2 separate regions of the Xenopus laevis genome follow, and region 1 is linked to region 2. A link is a contact called in public Hi-C data. All regions are on one chromosome and are shown on one strand. Each heading gives the region's core, a stretch centred on a gene start, on an enhancer-like site or on the middle of the called end of the contact. The rest is flanking DNA. Distances are from core to core; before and after follow the strand shown.

The links. Hi-C and Micro-C count contacts between places; a contact is called where the count stands out from the background.
Region 1: a contact with region 2 is called in a Hi-C map of the XTC cell line, with 3 times the contacts expected there. The contact joins two enhancer-like sites. A contact is called at or near these places in 2 of 4 Hi-C or Micro-C datasets (the XL177 cell line and the XTC cell line).

What each region holds. Positions count from the first base shown.
Region 1 is chr1L:132,393,758-132,399,341 of Xenopus_laevis_v10.1, forward strand. No RefSeq gene overlaps it. Among protein-coding and RNA genes, the nearest start is that of mob3b.L, 4.0 kb to the left of the region's middle. Within about 2 kb of position 2,749, at least 1 of the 7 cell types and tissues checked has an H3K27ac peak or open chromatin away from gene starts, as enhancers often do.
Region 2 is chr1L:132,337,926-132,343,573 of Xenopus_laevis_v10.1, forward strand. The region is part of intron 3 of mob3b.L (MOB kinase activator 3B); the gene reads right to left. Among protein-coding and RNA genes, the nearest start is that of LOC108713948, 50 kb to the left of the region's middle. Within about 2 kb of position 3,331, at least 1 of the 7 cell types and tissues checked has an H3K27ac peak or open chromatin away from gene starts, as enhancers often do.

The sequences.
Region 1 (5,584 bases), core at 1,499-3,998, 55 kb after region 2:
TTTTGTTTGCTTGTATAATTTGTAGTCTATTGTCTTTGATGTGATTGTATATGGGAAAATATATCCAGCTACACTACCACAATTTGCATTATAAACATCATTCAACTATAAGTCAGCGGATGCAAGTTCTGAGCGAATCTTCCAGCCCTCATTTGCAACATTATATACAAGCTGTCCTGAGGCCTTAATAAGAGGCAGCAAGGGTTAATAGGGAGCAGCAGCGTAGCCAAGAGGGGGCTGGTAGGCATAGCAGAAGGGTTCATGAAATTGACCCAGGTCAAGACTTCAACTTAGAGTATGTGTACTGTGCTGTGGTGCAATTGAATGTGCAGTTATTGCAAAGCAGCTGCAGTAATATCAAGCAGTTAATAATGTGGCCGTTGGCATGTGCATTAGGGATGCAACAATGGAACCAGGCACATGTATTTGCTTCTGATCAGTCACACCAGTGCTCATGATTCTTATTAGCTGTGCATGTAACTTAGTGTATATAGGCAGTGTGCCAGCTGTGCACTGAATGTACCTTCCCACCACAGCAGACCCTGAAATGCTCCTCTGTACATGATGTTAATCCTTAAACCTTAAAGCAGGAAAAAATCCTTAAGGGTCAGGGCACATGCTCAGATTCGGGGTGAGCGGTGAGATGGCACTCGGATCGCTTCGTTTTCCGAAGTCGCCCGAAGTTGCCTCACGAGGAAACTTCGGGCGACTTCGGAAAATGAAGCGCTCCAAGTGCCATCCTGATGGTGATTTACATTCTAGCCAGCGGGAGCTAGTTCTGGGAGATTAGTTGCCCCGAAGAAGAGGGGATTTGTCACTGGGCGACTAATCTCCCCGAATCTGAACGTGTGCCCTGACCCTAATAGTGGTAGCAAAGTTATGTACTGGTGTGACACCTCAGGGCTTTCCACATGATGATACAGTGGAGGTCATATCAGCAGGTCTCCTTTAGGTCACAGAAAGAATCTTCTTGTCCTTACATACTAGCACATTTTTGCAGATCTGTTGCAACACCTTTTTTCTTTACATAGGAACAAAACAAACACAGGTCTATGGTGGCTGTCAATGAATTAAAATGTGACCTTCCCCCAGCAGTGGGTGGCTTGTAGCTATAGGATCCTGCGAGACTCAGTTTAAATCATTTAATCTTGAGGTTAAAGGAACAGTAACATCAAAAAATGCACTGGTAAAACTGCTGTGTTTACTTCAGGAACACTACTATAGTTTATATAAAAGATACATGATATTTTCATTACTTTAAAACACTTTAATTTTTTTGGTGTTACTGTTCCTTTAAGATCATTTGTGTACCCCAATGATTAATAAATCCGTTATATTTATTTCCTTTTCACACTATATTCAGCACAATCTTAACATAATGGTTGCATCTCTAGAGTAGTGTTTTTAAGCTGTGAGGCATGCTTGTCATTCTGTTGAGGCCCAGTAGGAATCCTTGCTTCCAAATATTATAATAGCTGCTGCTTTTTCAACATAGATGTGCCCGTCTTGCTTTTCCTTTTACACTACAATGTGAATCCAGAAGGGTTTCTTTAGTAACTTCAAGATACAACCCTGCATTACATTTGTTCTTGTTTCTTTGGAAAAAGTAAAGAACACACATATAACAACAATTCTTACAGCTACTCATGAGGATAATAGGTGCCTTTAGTAGTTTGATATTTGTTCTGAGTGTTCCTCGTGGAGAAACTGTTCAGTAGGAATGACCATAGGAACTGGTAGATACAGGAATGGGATCTATTACGCAGAATGCTTGGGATCAAGGATTTTTCCTTAATTTAGATCATCATACCTTAAAGGGGTTGTTCAGCTTTAAATAAACTTCTAGCGTGATGAAGAGAGTCTGTTTGCAGTTGGTTTTAATTTTTTTTAATTATTTGTGGTTTTTAAGTTATTTAGCATTTTTGCAGCAGCTTTTCAGTTTGCAATTTCAGCATTCTGGTTGCTAGAGTCCAAATTACCCTAACAACCCTCGCATTGATTTGAATAAGAGACTGGAATATGAATAGCCGAGGGCCTGAATAGAAAGAAGAGTAATAAAATTTAGCAATAACAATACATTTGTACATTACAGAGCATTTGTTTTGAGATAGTGTCAGTGACCCCTACAAAAGAGACAGAAGGCAAATAGTTCAAAAACCATAAAAAATAAAAAACTAAGGCCATCTGAAAAGTTGCTTAGAATTAGTCATTCTATAACATACTAAAAGTATGTAAAGGTGAACCACCCCTTTAAATATACGAAAATTGAAAGTCGATTAAATATTTAAACATGAAATAAACCCAATAGGATTGTTTTGCCACCAATATGGGTTTATGCAGCTTAGTTAGGATCAGATAGAAGCCAGGCACGTACCTCAAAAACCAAAAAAAATGTGTTTTATTTACATATAACAATTTTCTAATTAGTTATAAGCACAACAATCATAGCTGCTTTTGTGCTGTAAAGGAGGTAGACAGAGCTGTCAACCTCAAAGTAGGTCGGCAAGCACTCTGTACACTACTTGTTGGAAAAAAAAACGTTGAAGTTTATTTCTGGAAATTAAAATCATCAGTATCCCCAGCAGGGCTGGAAGTAGGGGTAAGCAGAAGAAGAGGCACTTGCCCAGGGCGCAAAGCTTAAGGGGCGCCAGGCAAATACGGCAGCCTACCCCTAGTCCGGCAACTGTTACCTCAGAAAAAGTGGGTGCGCTCTCTGACATCTAAGTGCTTTGCGCACAACTACACACGGCTGCGCACGCGCGTCCTCGGGTGCGCACGATTACGCACGCGCGTCCTTGGTTGCGCACGGTTACGCACGCGCGCCCTCGATTGCGCACGGTTACGCACGCGCGCCCTCGTTTGCGCACGGTTACGCACGCGCGTTCTCGGGTGCGCACGGTTACGCACGCGCGTCCTCAGGTGCGCACGGTTACGCACGCGCGTACTTGGTTGCGAATTGCTGCGGCTGGGTTGCCTAGAGCGGCTGGCAGATCGTCATAGCTGTTTACCTCCCCTATTGTCTCGGGAGTTACCAGATTTTGGCCTCTGTCTCCCATTAGTTTTTTTTAAACATTCCCCCCATTTCTGATGCCGCTTCATCCTGCGTTACTTCCGGTTATGGAAAATGGTGTGCAGCGCACGCAGCATATCCCTCTAGAAACAAGCAGTAAAAGTTGACCGCTCTGGGTAGATCACGATGAGACGTGGCCTCTGTATTAGATAAGGGTCATTTTAAAAAAAGCAATTTTCCACTCTGCGCCCTGACTCTGCTCTCTGTTGTGGCAGCCCCTATTAATTTTGAATTGCCTGCTTTAAAGAGTGGGCATCTCTCCTGCTGGAAGGGGCAATGGGGCCTATGACAGACAGTAAGGCCAGGAATACTACATCTGAAGATGCTGTGCTTAAAAATACCCCCAATGTGCAGATTCAGAACCCAGACAAACCCTGGGCATATCAACCATAAGTATTCTACCCAGGTGGCTTAAAAACCACCTATCATAGCAAAATTGGGTTTCCCCACTGGAGGTATGGGGCTGGGCTAATACAGCCTGCAGTCAGAATGGGGAAAACTGTATTATTTTGGCCAGAAAATGCCCCTAGCAATCACTATGGCGTACGCACAAGGAGCAACTGGTGCAGGTGGCCATGCTTGGTCACACACGCAAAGTTCCCAAGTTCCCAAGTTCCCCTGGTTGTAGTCAACTGATCCTACACAACCTTACATTGGTGCATTGTACCAGGGTGGAAGTGACTTGTAACTGGAGACAGCGATGTCCTCAGTCTGATCTGCACCCAACCCTAACAAGCAATGGTTGGTCAATTTCCTAAACCCACCCAACTGGCAGCAAACCTGCAGGTCAACCCGCACATCACTACTCACTAGGACAACAGAAATGTTTCTACTACAGTTTAGAATTGCATGCTCTACAAACTTGCACCTCATATAAGGGAAACAATGTTGCTAGATCAGGATGCTGCCTATCTGGACAAGTTGGATTCCTTAGCACTTTCTCCTTTGCATCCAAATCACTTTATCATTCCACTCTGCCTGTGTCACATGAATTAGAGATCTATCTATTTGCAAAGCCTCTGCATTGCATAAGGTAAACTAACTTATTCAATGCCTTGTCGCTATGAAACTTGTGGTTTGACTAGGCTAGAAAAAGCAGAGGCTTATTGGAACTGTAGCAATAAACCCAAGTAGCAGTGACAGACCGTTCATTTATATTAGGCTGGCCATTCCCATCTACCTTAATCTCACAGGCCAGTTGCTAAACAGGGGGATACACTCTCTGTTCTGGTACAAATACAGTTTTATGTGTGAAAACGCCAATAATCACTAATCACTCTGTCCATACAAATACAATTGTAGCCCATAATTGTCAGCAAAGATACTGTAAACACCTACAGAATGGATTTCTGACACTTAATGCACTTTGGAGCACTGCCAAATAAAGAGAATTTCTTCCCTTGCTATATAGCCCATCATTTTATAGAACTGAGATGAAATATTTTTATCTCCATAGAAACACTACTAGCATACTAAATTAGAGTGCAGACTCTAGCACAAGAGAGGGGAGAAAGCACCATTTATCTTTTTTTAAACACAAAAGTTGTACATTAGGCATTGAATTGAACATGCAACATATTCCTCTTTGCCTTTGTATGCACTTTATTTTTTTTAACTAGTCAGAAAACAATATTGTGATAGACTTTACACTGAGCCTTTTTATCAGCCATTTATGTTTGCTAGAAATACTAATAAATACTTTGTAATAGGGCACCGGTGTAACCCTTTGCAGTATGGCAATGGTGCCCATCCTTGGGTTTCCACAAAATGTTTAACCTAATTGTTTGCTACTTTTTCAATCAGCGTGGGAAAACAAATGCTCCCAGGTTAAGTGGTATGTTGTGGGAGGGTTGGCTTGGGGTGTGCTGTGTAATTATGTAGATTTGGAGAAGCACACATCTATAGCAGTGATCCCCAGCCAGTGGCTCATGAGCAACATGTTGCTCACCAACCCCTTGGATGTTGCTTTCAGTGGTCTCAAAGCAGGTGCTTATCTTTAAATTCCAGGCTTGGAGACAAGTTAACTGTATAACAACTAGAACAAACAGAGCAGCCTGTAGGCTGCCAGTTCACATAGGGGCTAACAAATAGCCAATCAAAGCCCTCATTTGGCATTCCCAGGGACTTTTTTTCTCATGCTGGTATTGCTGCCTGTCTCTTTTTACATTTGAATGGGGCTCCTGGGTAAAAAAGGTAGGGGACCCCTGATCCATAGGATGCGGGGCCGTGGGGTTAGCAATATAATTTATATAACTGGTGGCAGCCAAGATTGTGATATTGCTTGCCAAATTATCATGAGAAATGGCAGAATGCTTGCTTGGAATTATGAAAAGGAATAGATTATTACCACTCTAAGTTTTTCTTTACATGATTTTGCCACGCAAGTAGAAAACAACTTGTTTTTCATCTGAACATTTGGCCCCTTGGCCACATCTTTATACTTGTATTTATTGTATTGGAGCCTTAAGTGTTCTCTGCAATTTGTGGTCTGCAGGCTGTGGGGTTACTCTGCTG
Region 2 (5,648 bases), core at 2,081-4,580:
AAACAAAATCTATTTGCTCTTGAAAAACAGATATAAATGCAGGATTCTGCACTATTAACTGATGCATTTTGTAAAAAAAACAACAAAAAAAAATGCATCCCTTTAAGAAAACCTGCACTATAATTATTCCAGTATTTAGTTGCACCTTTGCACCAGGGTTTGCACCTTGCTTCTTTGCACCATCGGCACATACTTTCATTGTCTAACTCGAGTAATCAGCGCTACTTGCTTGTTTATTAATCAGTACCAATGACACTAAACAGCTTATGCAAATTATTTCTGCGCTATAAGGCAAGAGTATGGCACAAAGCCATGCAGTGCTTCCATTGTGTTGTATATATTATATGTGTGTGTGAGAATTTGCACATTTACAGCTGCATCAATGATACAACACAGAGTAAGTCTGATTCCCTGCACAGCTCAGCAACTGAATTTATCCTTATCCACGGTCTGTAAATCATCCACATTAACTTAAGCAAACAAGCTGCTACATATACCACTTGAAAGACTCCTTCACAATAATGATCTGAATCTGCAAGAAGGACAGAAGCCAGTTAGGGAAAATATTCCCCACTACAGCATATCACATTAATTTGATATATCAATGATCCATTATATATAGTGGCCTATTACACCTCTGTGAATACTGCAAGACCCTTGTTATGTTGTCTTATGAACTTAAGCCTCTCATATTCTGTTGCTGAGCTTGTTTACTTTCGCTCCAAGTTGCAATCAGAGGGAAGCTCTGGGAAAATCTCCAGTTAGCCTTCAATTCATCACAAGCCTATCCTCTGCTTCACACGGAGAGCCACATGAGATTGTGCTAATGAAGTGCTTGTGCGCAGGCAGAATCCTAAGCCCAGTCAACTGGTTAAAGATAAGAATTCAGCTGGACACTGCACACTACTAAGAAAATGCAGAAACCCAGCCTTTCTTAGCTAAATAATCCTCTCATTTGGAATAACCATTATAAAAAGATCCAATCAAATGCTTTTTCTTGTTACACGAACTGCATTAGACCAGTAAAACTAAACATTGATTCTTTGCTTTGGGAAAAGGGACAAACTCTGCCCAAACAATAAAAAGCTATTCTGGACTTTGGAATGTTAAATAGATTCCGTATGCTAAATGTCACACAGTGCTGTATGCTGGGAACTCCTCTGGTTGGGCTCTTCTCTGATGATATGAGAAGACATTTTGTGACATGTACAACCATCTGCCCCTTCTGCATTGCTGGTTCTGATACAATGGCCCTACATATGGGCTAATAAGCTGCCGACTCTATCTGTCGGCAGCTTATTAGCCCGTGTGTAGGGCCATCCTGTGGGCGTCCCTGATCGATATCTGGCTGAAAGTCGGGCAGATGCTGATCGGGCAGCGTAAAAAAATCCTGTCACATCGCAGCCGCATCTGTTCGTTGATGCGGTCCCGTGATCCGACCGCCCGTATCGCCTCCATTCTGATCAAATCGTTGGGCCCTAGGGACCTCAATGTGGGCATATTGGGGAGAGATCCACTCGTTTGGCAATCTCACTGTGTATGGCCACCTTTAAAAGAATGTAGCAGAAGCCAGCTGATAATCAGTCCTTGAAAAGAACAGAATTCTGTTACACTGTTTCAGGAGTCAGAACTGCTTTCAAATGGAATTTTGTTTTACAAATAACTTTAAAGGGGTGCCTTCACGTTAACTTTTATATAGAATGGCTATATCTATATATACAGTATATAAAAGCAACTGTTCAATTCTCCTTTTTTAAATAGTTTTTGAACTATTTGCTGTCTTCTGACTTCTTTTTCCAGCTTTCAAGTAATCTAAAAAACAAATGCTCTGTAAGGCTACAAATGTCTTGTTATTGCTATTTTTTGTTATTACTTATCTTTCTATTCAGGCCCTCTCCCATTCATATTCCAGTCTATCATTCAAATGAATGCATGGTTGCTAGGGCAATTTGTACCCTAGCAACCAAATTGCTGAAATTGCAAACTGGGGAGCTGTTGAATAAAAAGTCACATAAAAATCACAAATAATAAAAACCTAATGCAAAATGTCTCAGAATATCACTCTCTACATCATACTAAAAGTTAATTTAAGGGTGAACAACCCCTTTAAATCCACTGAACATTTTTAAATAATGTCTATTAAATTTTCTTTCATTATGCAGTTGTCGTGTGAAAAACCACTTTAACTCATATCTGTTACTGGCTGCAGAGATATCTCTCTAGCACAGACAGGTACATCACATTGCTGCAAATCTATTTCTATTGTCAGCTGGTACACTGGTAACATTATGCTTTCTGATTTGGAACACATTACACAGCCTTAATAACTGCTCCTTAAACACAAGCAAAGTAATACCTCTCGTGACACATATCTAAAGAAACTTCCATGCACCCTGACATCTGTTCAATAATGAAACTACTATCCTGGAGGGATCTCTCCTGGGTTGTGCACATGTCATTTGTTTGCTTGGGTTTGCTTCAGCGCAGCAAATTACTGGCCTATTAAATTGCCAAAACAGTTCACAGCACAGTTACTCCAAAGTCCAATCATGTGTAGTGTCTATTACTGCAATTCAGTGACTCTGCGAGGAAAGCAGCTGTAGGGAGAGTAAATAGCCTGCCACGCCTGCAAGAATCATACAGCTGGGTTCTCCAGATGTTATACATGAACTGAAGTGTCCCGCTGGCTAGCCAACACTTAATTATGGGTTTCAGGTCATAGGCTAGAAGTGCAGTCTAAGAAATGTCAAAATAAGAGGGTTTATTTACCACGCAGTTGCCTTGCGTCGCTTCGTGACCTTTCATATTCCAGATATTTGTGCTTAAAGTGATGCTGACACTAACAAAATATTATTCAAACTATTAATGTACATCGAAAATTCCCTATAGCTTATGTTGATCATCTTTCACTGATAGGGCTGCTTTTGTAAGTTATTGTTACTTGAAGTTCCTAAACCTGACTGTTTTGCCAACCTGACTGTCCCTTCTGTCAGTTTCTAATGCAAACAGACTACTGAAGCTCAAATATGACAGCCACTTCATAGTGGAACACGGGGAATCAGATAGGTAATGTAAAAGTGTCTGCAGATAATTTTATGGCAAAATTATAGATAGCATGCAAAGACAATATTATGATAGATATAAAAAAAAATAATTCTGATGTCAGCTGCTATTTGCACTTCAGCATAGCTGCACTGAGCACCCATGGTGTCTATATATGCAGGGGAAGCAAAACAAGCTTGTGATAGTTTCAGGGTTCCCATAGTGGCCTGAGGCAGTGCTGTCCAACTAGTGGCCCGTAAACCATGCCCCCTTTGTGTGGCCTTCTCCACACGAAAGTCTGACTGCTGTGACTGTTTACCTTGTGTAAACTTCAAAGGTATCAGTACTGAGATTAACTGAGATCCTGCATTGTTCACACATGTAACCCTATGCATTTCTCACACCTGTAACACCTCTATTGTTCATACCCCTAAAGCCTTGTACTGTTCTCAGACCCAGACTGAAACTGCCCATATTGTTCACACCTCATACAAACTGCTGGAGGGGCACCAGTGATCCTGTCTCCTGCTGTTGTCTGCCCGCCCTATGTGTGCCATATTCTGCCCACCCTGTGTGTGCCATACTCTGCCTGCCCTAAGATCCTTGTGTGTCATACTCTGCCATCCCTATGCGCCCTGTGTGTGCCATACTCTGTCTGCCCTACACTATCTGTGGGACGTTAGCCTGGTAGGGTTTGTTCTGGGGGTTTGTTAGCATTTGGAAATTGCTGTTAGGGGCACCTCTAGTGTTTTTATCATGTACTCAAGGGTGCTGTGTTATCCACAAGGGATAAGGCAGCATATGGATTTAAGGGTATGCATTAATATGACTTACATTTTTCACATATGAGTGATGAGTGATATCCCTGCAGTGAGCACCAACCATTTGGCTTTTTGGTGTGCCACCACAATTAATATGGGCATGGTTTTGTGGTAACATGGGTGTGGTTAAAAGTGGTGTGGTTTAAAAACAGGGAGTGGTCAACACCGGCTTCCATTATTGGCCCTCCACCACATAGGCCAGGAAAATCCTGGCCCGCAGAAGTTGGACAGCACTGGCCTATGGAATAGGACACAGACAATGGGGTATATTTATCAAAGAGTGGTTAGAGATCGCCACAGTCCTCTCCATTCATTTCAAAAGGTGTTTTTTATCAAAGGATGAATTTTCACTTTCACATATTGATAAATACTCTTTTAAAATCCCATAGAAATGAATGGAGAGTGGCGGAATTTCACTCTAGACGACTATGGCGATCTCTAACCACTCTTTGATAAATATAACCCAATGAATTAGATAGGTGCTCTGCCTTCAAGGCTCTATGCATCAGCCCCTAACAGATCAGAGCAGGAGGAGCACAGAATAGTCTAGATAACTTGAAATAAACTGTTTTATTAATGTGTCAGGCCCCCACACTTGATAAAGGGCAACCAGCAGGCAGCATCTAATGGGACAAGTATACATCTCATTAGTTGCTATAAGTTAACAAACATGAGCCAAGCCATGACCTTTATTAAATGACCCCTTTGTGTCACTGTAAATGTATTAATAGTGTTGGTGGCTATGTTCCTAGTGTTCCTTGTTGGAGAATGTCGGGAGGTTTAAATCTAAATTGTTTTCAACACATCATTTCTAGAATTAACACTGGCATAGCTGTGGCCAATGATTACAATTTACATTATATTTTAAAGTCTTGGTGTGTCCTTGGTAACCTAAACTATGGGTCTAGAAATGCCTGAAGAAAGATATCCCACGTTTTTAATTAGCTGCTTTCATCAATCCGGGGTGCACTTTTATCATGGACATTGTAAGGTAGTTTATGGATTGTAAGTCATATTTGCTGCAGTATTATTAAGTTTTTCTCTTGACCAAAATAATAAGAAACTTGGCAGCTAAAATGGATAGCATAAACTGTACAGATGTAGTTGTTATACCTGGAGAAATGACCAGACTGTTGCTAAAGAAAGCACTGTTTTAGTTGTATACTATTCATGAACTCTTACACTGGGCTAGTAATCATTGACATTTCTAATGTAATCACCTGGTCAGTGTAGATTTGAAAAAAACAGGCAAATATATGGTGAGGATAAGCACTAAGCCTGGATAAAACTCTTAACTAGGATGTTCTTGCTATTTTGAGACAACATCTTTAATATGACCAAAACATGTTTGAGAATAGGGCTTCCAATGAGTATGGCAAAGTCAACATCAAGACCTAACTGTCACCTCCTCACATTTCCAAACATTTTATCACAGTCCAAATTTAGAACAAAAATATGCAAAAAGCTACATAAGCAGTATCCTGCCAGAGGAGTTGTGACCACTTTAATTTGGCCAAACATGTAGATGACATCATTTTGTCAGTAAATGGTTTGATCCACTGTTTTGCCAGCCAACTGAATGACTAGACCCTTTAGCAGCCCTTTCAGCCTTTGATAGGTCTATCAAACCATTGCAATCATCTTACATGGAACAACAAGCAGGACTCTATCAGATTAATATGGACTTTTGGTCATTGGCAGAGGTCTTTCCAGTCTGGGTGAATTGAAAATACAGCATAGAATTTACCTGTCAAAAAATTGTATTGAATGACAAAAAATCATAAA